Regions from separate parts of the Zea mays genome. Here region 2 is linked to region 1. The links are chromatin contacts, called in public Hi-C maps. All regions are on one chromosome and are shown on one strand. The core of a region is the stretch at or near the end of the contact, and the rest is flanking DNA. Distances in the headings are between cores, read along the strand shown. Region 1 holds the start of LOC100280406. Region 2 holds the start of LOC100284123.

The links. Hi-C and Micro-C count contacts between places; a contact is called where the count stands out from the background.
Region 2: a contact with region 1 is called in a Hi-C map of ear, with 4 times the contacts expected there. The contact joins the promoter of LOC100284123 here to the promoter of LOC100280406 in region 1. A contact is called at or near these places in 10 of 25 Hi-C or Micro-C datasets (bundle sheath, ear, endosperm and 3 more).

Annotation. Positions count from the first base shown.
Region 1 is chr5:176,658,786-176,663,949 of Zm-B73-REFERENCE-NAM-5.0, reverse strand. LOC100280406 reads left to right here and starts at 2,283. Exons shown (of 6, transcript NM_001361069.1): 1 at 2,283-2,584; 2 at 2,682-2,893; 3 at 2,994-3,311; 4 at 3,385-3,459; 5 at 4,468-4,542; 6 at 4,997-5,164. The coding sequence starts at 2,383.
Region 2 is chr5:176,839,713-176,844,876 of Zm-B73-REFERENCE-NAM-5.0, reverse strand. LOC100284123 reads left to right here and starts at 3,049. Exons shown (of 11, transcript NM_001371976.1): 1 at 3,049-3,136; 2 at 3,280-3,657; 3 at 5,066-5,164. The coding sequence starts at 3,284. It overlaps LOC107305671 (proline-rich family protein), which reads left to right and starts at 353. Exons shown (of 3, transcript NM_001320761.1): 1 at 353-671; 2 at 837-971; 3 at 1,107-1,573. The coding sequence starts at 447. The coding sequence ends at 1,442.

The DNA.
Region 1 (5,164 bases), core at 1,034-3,533:
AGATCACGCCCACTACTCGTACGGGCAGCGATCCGAAGGGCCACTTCATTCTCATCATCCTCTGCTACTTCAAATGGCGGGTACGCCACATAATAATGAGAGCACATAATGGCTGCAGGGAGCCCTGGGCGGTCTTTGACTTCGGCCTCTGAAACATAGAACCAGTAATTCCACCAGTTGCCCACTTATTTTGGGCACAGGGGACCAACTCCACGACTTCCATCGAAGTCTTCCCGGACTTCGGCGTGAAAGTGCATGATCCGAATTGAGCAATCTCATGTCCAATTTTTCTCTCCTGCCAGTGCAGACAGTAATGCTTAGCGAAGACCTCCACCGAAGGCTGACCGCCATACGATGTCGTTGCCCAGACATACTTCGCCAACGCCACCACAGCGTTTGGTGTCAGTTGGTGAACCTGGACTTCGAACTTCTGCAGAACCTCCGACACAAAACGGTGCGCAGGCAAGCGAAGGCCGGTGATGAAAAATGCCTCGAAAACAACCAATTCGCCCTCGGGCTTGGGAACCTCCTCTGCCCCCGGGACGCGCCCAACCCCGCCGCCAAAATACCCCAACTGTTGCATATCTTGCACGCAGACCGACGACATCCGCCGTCCGCGAAACACCAAATTCCACCGTATCACCCGGCCGTAACTCTGCCGCCGCCACAGTGCCCGAGGTATCTTCGGACGACGCCTCGGCCGTCGGTGTGGTCGCAGCAGACGAGGAGGAAGATGGCATGGCTACGTACCGTCGACGGTGGCGTGCGGTCTGCTTCACGCGGGCCAGATCTCCGACGAACAGGAGCAAGGAGGGCACACGAGCAAGCGAGCAGTTTGAAAAGGAGGTTAGGGTTTTCGCGGTGCGCGGAAGGGTAAATTTCAACCTGCGCCGCCCCCACCCCCTTTTATACACAGGGCGCGACGCTTAGGGAAACCCGCAATCCAACAGTACGCCGTCAATCAACGGTCATGTCAAAAACCCCCGCGGAACCACTTCGAGCGAGGGCAGCGTCTCCACCATCTAGCGACGCCTTCGGCACTAGATGACTTAGTCGAACTGGTCCCTCGGAGGGCAAATGTTGGGGCGAAGGCGAAGACGCCACCCTTCGCTCGATGCCTTCGCCAGTCTCGCTGCACCAACGGAGAAAAGACAACCGACAGACCCCTTCGCTCGATGCCTTCGCCAGTCTCGCTGCACCAACGGAGACAAGACGACTGGCAGACTCCACCCTTCGTCCAATGCGACCGAGGAACAAAGGCTTCTGGCGAGGTCGTCCCATCCCGCGGCGTCGTCCAACACGAAAGCCCACGTGCAATCTGGCCCATTATAACAGGCCCTGCGTGGCCGCGGAGCATTACGGGCCTGATTTGTAAAGGCTTCTCTGTAATTACAGTCTGTAACCCTACTTTAATGGGAATATTCCGGGGATAACCTGGGCGCTTGAGGGCACATGCGTACTTAACCCGAGGCGCTAGGCATTCGAGCACCTATAAATACCCCCGCACAGTGCCCTTGTAAGGGGAGATCAAGAAAGCAATCGCCCTCTTGAGCAAAACCTTGTCTGCATTACTTCTACTCCCCCGTTGGATCAAACTTGCTCGGGAGAACAAGTTCCAACAACTCCCACAGGAGAAGAACAGGTGGCCCAGGAGGAGCCGCACAACGAGGAGTTCGACTTGATCTAGGTGGCGTCTCTGAGTCGACTTTATGGCGCCAAGGATGAACCTTAGTTCGCTTTATGTTTATCTTTTATTTTCATGAGACTTCCACTATGTAATAATTACTTTTATGATATTGTGACATTTATCTCTATATATTCTGTTGTTATATGTGTTGTTCTTCTTTGACGCATATATGAGATGCACCCGGCTTTATCCTTAAATCCGGTGCGACAAATTGGTCTTATATCTTTTTGATTGATAAGTTTTGTAATGGTTATATAGAAGACTTTAAACAATTAGCATAACTTGTTACGTTGAAAAACCAATATATCAATAAATTTAATATTATATAGATATATATAAACATCTTATATATACTATTCTTTATTATGCCACGTGTATACTTCCACTGGTAACGAGAAAATGATGGAGTTGCACAGAAGTGTGGCCCATTATTTTTGCTACGAACTCGAAGAGAACTTATCGGCCCGTGCTCCTGCGCAGGCCCAGCCCATGGAAACACGCGGACACCTTAGCGGGCCCACATTGCAGGCGCCGTTGTCCGGGGTACTAGGTAGGTCTTTCTCCTTGCAATCTTTCCGTTTCTTCGTTTGATTCCCTCCCGCCGCCGCCGCTGGAGACGCCCAACCACGACAGCGCCCCAGGGTTCGTCCTCCCGCTGGAATAGTAAGTGACCGGAGAAAAGCAGCACAAGAGAGATGTGGTATCTATGCGTCTTCTACCACAGGCTCCTGGACTACCGGCGACCGGAGGTGGAGTCCCTCGCCGAGCTCTTTGCCGGCCCAGGCGCCCGTGAATCCGTCGAGTGGCGCATGCCGGAGAACCACCACGTAGACTCCCCCTTCCACCTCGTTCGCCTCCCTGGAGACGAGCGCCTCGCCGCTCAGGTCGCCAACCGCAGTAAGCGCGGGCTCAAGTCCTTTATACTTTCCAGTCTTCTCCTCATGTTCCCGTTTATTGATTCCTCTGCGTGATTCACTGCCGTCGTGCGGGGTAGGCTTGTTGGTGAAGGGGGTCTACGAGCTCTGGGGCTATGGCACTACCTACGAGGAGCTGGAGAAGTCGGTCAGGGAGTACCCCGACGAGAGGAAGCTTCCGTTCCTGGTCCCGGAAAGCAGCTTCAAGATCGTTATCGACAGCTTCGGCAAGGTGATCAGCTCCCAAGAGCAGAACGAGATCATACAGAGCCTCACTTACATACCATTCAAGGTTGATGACATTATTTTCTCCATTTCTATTGGTGCTGATCTTGTGGATGCTGAATGGTATCAGTCGCCTAACCAGGCTTCACCTTTTTGTTTCCTTTCAGGGACGTGTTAATTTGAAGAAGCCTGATCACAGATTCTTTGTCATGGAGACCGATGACTATGGGTCGAACAATGGTCTCCCACCGGTTGTCAAGAGGTCGATATTCTTTGGCCGGGAGGTTGGAGCAGCTGATAGGCATCTCCTGCCAACATACCAGCTCAAGAGTAGGAAGTACATTGGCCCCACTGCAATGGATGCTGAAATGGCTTTCCTCATGGCCAATCAGGGTCTGGCCTCGCCTGGGAAGCTTGTCTATGACCCTTTTGTTGGGACCGGGAGCATTTTGGTTGCAGCTGCACATTTTGGAGCTATGACGATGGTTTGTGTTTCTGCGAATAAATATACTTTTTAATTTTGTTAGTCTCTATGTCTTTCTGATAAAGGCTTTTCAGGGTGCAGATATTGATATAAGGGTTGTACGGGATGGTCGTGGCCCCAATTGCAATGTTTGGAGCAACTTTGAGCAGGTAATTTCACACTGTTATCTTCAATCAGTTCTTGCATGTTATTGTTGTCTCTATAGCCCAGTCATCTGCAATTTGTTTGGAATTATGAGCCTCATGAAAAGGATATGTACAGAAATTATGGTGGGTGTTATAACTGATGGTGGCAAGTGGCAACAGTGATTTCCCTGAAACGACAAATACTTTTTTTGAACTTTTATCCTCTATATTTATGACTTTTGTTGATTTTATCTCTAGCTATCTCAACAAACCAGTGACACTCATAAGTTGGTCTAGCGATACTAGATTTGAGACTCCATACCATAGTTCTACCAATAGAGATGAGACAGGGTTTTGTTATTCTTTTATTTATTTAAATTGATTCAATTGGAGTATGTTGGAATATAATATAAGTGAATTGTCCACTCCTCCTATTAGCTTAAGCTTTTGGGTTAAATTGGTTGGTGCATGCAACTTAATTGTTAGAGTATATTAGACATGTTAGAGTATATTAGGCAACTCCTGATATGGTTGGTTTAGGATTGAGTGTAATCCCGGGATACCTTCCTTATATCTAGGATAACCTTCCTTATCTCTAGTATAGGCTTCTTGCCCTCCAAGTCATGTACTCCTATATATTCTCTCTAGAGGCTCAATGCAATACATTCCACACATTATACGCATTATACACATTATACTGCTGAGTGAGAAATCAAACGAGATCTGTGCAGGCAAGATTTTGTCTTGCTTCCAAGGGAGAGCTATTTCTGCTTGCTTGGGCTGGCAGGGCAAGGCTTTCTCTTGTGGGCAAGGCAAGGCAAGCCAACACAGGAATCTAACATGCCCATGCTTGTTATATTAGTCTCATTATGCCATGATTTTTTTTGACTTAATAGTTCAAGTCGTGGAAAACATCCATGTTTAGTTATTCACCTTTTCTTTTTGGAAAGAATATTTAGGGATTTATTTGTTAATTAAATGGCTGGAATGCTAGATTTAATGCTAAGCACTAACATGTTGTCTGTTTATCAGTATAAGTTACCAGAGCCTTTGTGTTTGCTAAGGGCAGACAACAATCTCCCACCCTGGCGTCCTGGATTGAAGGAGGTAACACTTGTGCATCATTTACTATTAGTGTATGAACTGAAAGTGTGAGGTAACCTTTTCCACAAAATGCACAATATAGAACTTGGGTAGATTGCCTTTAGTGCTAGAACCAAACTATTTTTTTGTGGGTGTGGGACAGCACAGGGGGAGGGGTGTTCTAAAATGTCCTCGTGATTACTGCTATCACTTAATCTGAAAGCCTTCTCTGCAAATGGCTAATAAAGCTGTTGCATAATTTCATTGCTACATGAAATTTGATTAAAGCTTATATTATGAGCTTTTTAGTTTCTTTCTTAGGCTTTCATTAGCGAATAGTTCCTTTTATTGGAGTCTACAATTTGTGATCCTGCCCTTATTGTTGCTTCTGCGGTTCTGCCTCTATGAGCTATGTCAAAACTTACTTTCTCGATCAGATTTGTCTTAATTGAAAATACCACTGCTTGTCATCAATCAGATGTTCGATGCAATAATTTGTGACCCACCATATGGAGTCCGGGCCGGTGGCCGGAAGTCTGGTGGTCGGAAGCTCATAAAAGGCGTCAAAGGCCCTTACACAGTGCCTGATGAGAAACGGGACAATCACATCCCATCAACCGCCCCATATAGCCTCGCAGAGTGCGTC
Region 2 (5,164 bases), core at 1,800-4,299, 180 kb before region 1:
AGGCAAGACACTTCGATTTTCAAGGGTGGGCGTGGGCCGCGGGCCAATGTTGCTGTTACCGTGCTCTTTCGTTGAGTAAAGCAGCTGCCGACGATGACTGCTCGGAGAGTTTCAGTTCTGCTACGATTTTCAGGCAATGCCAAGGCCCGAAAGGTCGCCGCTTGGTTTGCTGGACGGGCCACGCCCACGCCCAAGGCCCTCCGCCGTCCGCCGTTCTCTTCGGTCGGCAGCCTGCGCGGCAACGTGTACGTGCTGGCGACCACAGACCCAAGCACCGGAAAGATATTTCTTTCTGCTCACGGCTAACGGCTTATACGCACACAAAAGAGAGGGTCTGGTGTGTGGATGATTCCAGTCCTCCTCCTGTTCTTTGTTTCCCGTCCCATCGTGTGTGAGCGCGTCTGCTGGTCTGCCAAGAGGAGGAAAGGAAGGAGGAGCAAGTAGAGATGGCTTGCCCTGCGCAGTCCATGCTCTCCGCCAGCGGCTGCATCTTCCTGAGGAGCAAGCCTCAGGCGGCATCCCAAGTGCGAGGGGGCATCATCGGCGGTGGCCGCAGCAGCAGGCCGTTCCTGCTCACCTGCAACGCTTCCTCTTCTCCGTCCCCTTCCTCGCCGGCGCCGGCGCAGGAAGACCCCGACTGCAACGAGGAGGAGTGCGCCCCGGAGAAGGAGGTACCGCTCTCCTCCTCTTCCCTTCGCCAGCTGTCTTGGAACTCTGCGTGCCTCGTTGCGGCAGCAGTAGTAGATAGATGCTTACGCCGGCACAGCAGAGAGCGGAATTGAAGCAGCAACGAGAACGAGATGCCATTGCCATTTCTGTGGTGCGCATGCATGCAGGTCGGGAGCCTGAGCGCCGAGTGGCTGGCCGAGGAGAGGACCCAGGTCGTCGGCACTTTCCCTCCCAAGAAGAAAGGGTGGACCGGCTTAGTGGAGAAGGACACCGCCGGCCAGACCAACATCTACTCCGTCGAGGTAACCCTTCGATACAAATCTAATTCTGCGGCCACTTCACTCACTGTGGTGTAACCTCAATCTTTCTGTTCCTGGATACAAGATAGCTTTATTATACGATACATCACCTCCTGCCATGCCAACTGATTTGCACAGCCGATGGTGTACGTGGCCGAGAGTGCCATCAGCTCCGGCACGGCGGGTACGTCGGCGGAGGGCGCCGAGAACACGGCCGCCATCGCCGCGGGGCTCGTCCTCATCACCGTAGCCGCGGCCTCGTCCATCCTCATCCAGGTGAACAAGAGCCAGGTGCCGCAGGTGCCGGAAGCCGCCTACAGCGGCCCGCCGCTCAGCTATTACGTCACCAAGTTCCAGCCGGCGGTGGCTGCGCCGGCGCAGACCCTCGAGGCCCCCGCCCCCGACGAGGCACAAGACGGCGCCGCCGCCACCGTCGAGGCTCCGGAGGTACCGGCACCGCAGCTGTCGTCGTGAGCTGATTCGGTTTTGTGGCATGCAGCTTTATACTACGGATGAGCCAGTAGCGCATGATGATGGAAGATATGAATCCATGATACAAGCATTTCGGAATTGTATTAAAGTTTGTATATACACATGCATTCAGCTCGCGCATTCTGTATGCTTATTTGAATTCAGACATCACGGCACTCCCACAAACCATTCAGTTGTAACAAGGTGAACATACCATTTTCACGCGTAGTATTTGAACATAATTTTTATTTTTTTGGGGCTCACTCGTACTACATGAAACGAATTCAAACAACGACAAAAATTGGAGCGAAGTGGTTACGTTCACCGTACTCCAGAATTAAACAGTAACTTAATAAAGACCCTAGTCAATATCTCTCTCCTTCATGGCGTGATGCGAGACAAGCATGCTGCAAACAAGAGAAAAAAAATAACCAACCAATGTTATAAAATAAAATAATAAATATTTACAAAACAAAGTAATTGTCATTAAATTAGTTATAAAATATACTTTCTATATTAAATCTAGTTAGAAATAGAAATGTTATTACTATTTATTTTAAATCTGGAGTTTGACCGACATATATCCCTATTTATAATCTTTTCGGGAGGAAGGGAGTAAGGCGATGTTTAGATCCGAGTGGCAAATAATTTATCGGCTAATTCTAGCACCTTGGTATCTAAACTGGCTAATAAATTGATTAATTGTTAGCAAGTTATAGCACCTTGGTATCTAAACTGGCTAATAAATTAATTAATTGTTAGCAAGAGGACTGACAAACTATTTGTCCATTAGTCATGACCTTGCTAATAGATCATGTAAATAGAAAAGATATCTATTAGTCAAGATTCCAAACATACTCTGACTAATTATTGCTAGTTAATTATTTATCGGCTAATTATTAGCTACTGGCAAACAATTAAACGCGAGGATCTAAACGGGGCTAAGACACATCACTCACCAATCACCATTTCCGGTTCATCACCGACCTGCCCATTCGTTCTAGAACAACTTTACTCGATTTTTTCGGACCGGAGAATTGAGATAATTAGAAATTCATGTAATGAGAATCAGGATCAATGTATATCCGTCTAAAACTTTAACCCGAAAATTTGGGTACCTAAAAATTCGAACCCAGGTTCATCGATTACCGGATTGTAGTATTATACAACAAAGAAACATAAAATTGAAGTAAACGTTACATGTAATAAAATAATATGGTTTTTCAGCAAGTTGTTAGTCTGCTTTTATAGTCGCACTATACTACTCACAAGTCTCACACATATTATTAAATCAGCATACATATTTATATTAATTTGTTCCAAATAATAGATTTATATTTAATATCGAGACATTTCGAGTAATTTAGTATCAGGTTGTATTACTCAAGCTATCCAAAATTAATTTACATTATTATAATTGCTGTCCGAAATTCTGATTGAGTATTTTGGTTTGGGTACTTAGGTTCGGTTAATTCAGGTTTTGAGTTTAGGTTTTAGGGTATTTTGCCCACCACAAGGCCTCAATTTACTAAACCCCAAGAAAACATGCAAATCACACTCCAGTTGCTTGCCTGGTCTCTCCAACTCACCCTTTTTCACCTTCGGCAGTCTGGCTCCATCCGTCTCCTGCACTGACCTTTTCCTCCACGTTTCCGGCAACTGCAAGCAACCACTGATCCAGCCCGTTCTGTGTCCCGGTAAGCTCAGCTCCCATACAATCGTCGTTCCCGCAATTTTCTTAACGAACGGGTTTGGTCGGGATCGGAGTTTGCTTTCACCCAATTCGGTGATTTTTCCGCTTCGTTTTAATATACTGTTTTCCCTTCTCGGGAGTGGATAGGCGAATGGTGACGAACCAGGACGCGGATGCGGCAGCGCCAGGGGCAGGGGCAACGGTAGATCCGATGCGGCTAGCATCGCGGTGGCGATCCCGGCCAGAGTGGAACTGCGCGTCGGCGGAGCTGGAGGCTGAGCCGTCCGAGCTCAACACCGTCAACAGCTCGGGACTCTTCTCCGTCGTCTCTACCGACAAGTTATCGGTAAAATACCTCGGCAGCCATCACCACGGCCACGACGTCGGTGTCGTGCAGGCCGACCGTCCCGCGCCGACGCGCCGAGCCGTGTACTACTTCGAGATGGGCGTCAGGAATGCTGGATACAAGGGGCAGACATCCATTGGGTTCACGAGCGAGAGCTTCAAGATGAGGCGACAACCGGGGTGAGGACCCTTGCCTTGCCTTGCTGCCCTGTTTTTCTGATTATTAGTTTGGGTTTATGTTTTCTGCTGGGTCATTTATCATCAAGGTTTGTGATGTATTTTTCGGATAATTGCGTCGATTGTATAAATCTGTGTACAAATTGTTCCGGAAACATACAAATTTGTGACCATGATTGGTTATTTGTCACTTAAGTCTATTTCATGATATTGATAATTTGCCTTCTATGAGAATGTAGCTAAATTTCTAATTATAAGCTTAAAGAGTCTGTCCTGGCAGACTGACTACTGATTTATGGAATTTCTGTAGGTTAACTATAAGACCCATTTTTTTCCTTTGCATTTTAAGATGTCCTGGAAGGTAGGTCAACCATGGAAGCAATTTTCTTAATAAGGCAGGTCATGGAGCAATATAAGGAACAGAAGAAGGACTTGCACATGGTTTTTATCGACTTAGAAAAGGCTTAGGATAAAATACCTAGGAATCTCATGTGGTGGGCATTGGATAAGCATAAAGTCCCAACAAAGTATGTTACGCTCATCAAGGACATGTATGATAATGTTGTGACTAGTGTCCGAACAACTGATGGTGATACATATGTTTTCCCGATTAACATAGGACTACATCAAGGTTCAGCTTTGAGCCCTTATCTATTTGAGCCATAGAATCAAAGCGGGGTGGATGAAATAACGTCAAGCATCAGAAGTCCTATGCGACAAAAGAGTGCCACAGAAGTTGAAAGTCAAGTTCTACAGAACAACGATTAGGCCTGCTATGTTATATGAGGCTGAGTGTTGGCCTACTAAGAGACGACATATCCAACAACTAAGTGTCGTTGAGATGTGTATGTTGCGTTGGATATGTGGGCACACAAGATTGGACCGAGTGAGAAACGATGACATACGCGATCGGCCAGGAGTAGCGCCAATTGAAGAAATGCTTATTCAACATCGGTTGAGATGGTTTGGGCATGTCCTTCGGAGACCCCCAGAGGCACCGGTGCATAGAGACATCATAAGATGGGACAATAATGTGAAGAGAGGTAGAGGTCGACCAAACTTGACATGAGAGGATGCAATCAAAAGGGACTTGAAGGAATGGAATATCCCAATGAAGTTGTGTTTGGATAGAAGTGTTTGGAAAGAAGCTATCCACGTGCCCGAACCATGATTAGGCCTTTTTTCCTTTTAGTGCTCGCAAAAGCTTTTCCCTCCCCTTTCTCTCTCTTTCCCCTTTTGGTGACATCTTATTGAGTTTCAACTCTAGCCTACCCCAATTTGCTTGGGACTAAAAGGCTATGTTGATGTGATGTGATGCATTTTAAGATGACCCCATATTGTAAATGCTAGTGTATGTGGCTTAATGATTTTTTCGTCCCAAATTTATCCTTCTGCCCTTTGTTCTTTCCAGCTGGGAGACAAACAGTTGTGGATACCATGGTGACGACGGCCATCTTTATCGGGGTCAAGGGAAAGGTGAATCATTTGGGCCAAAATTCACATCTGGTGA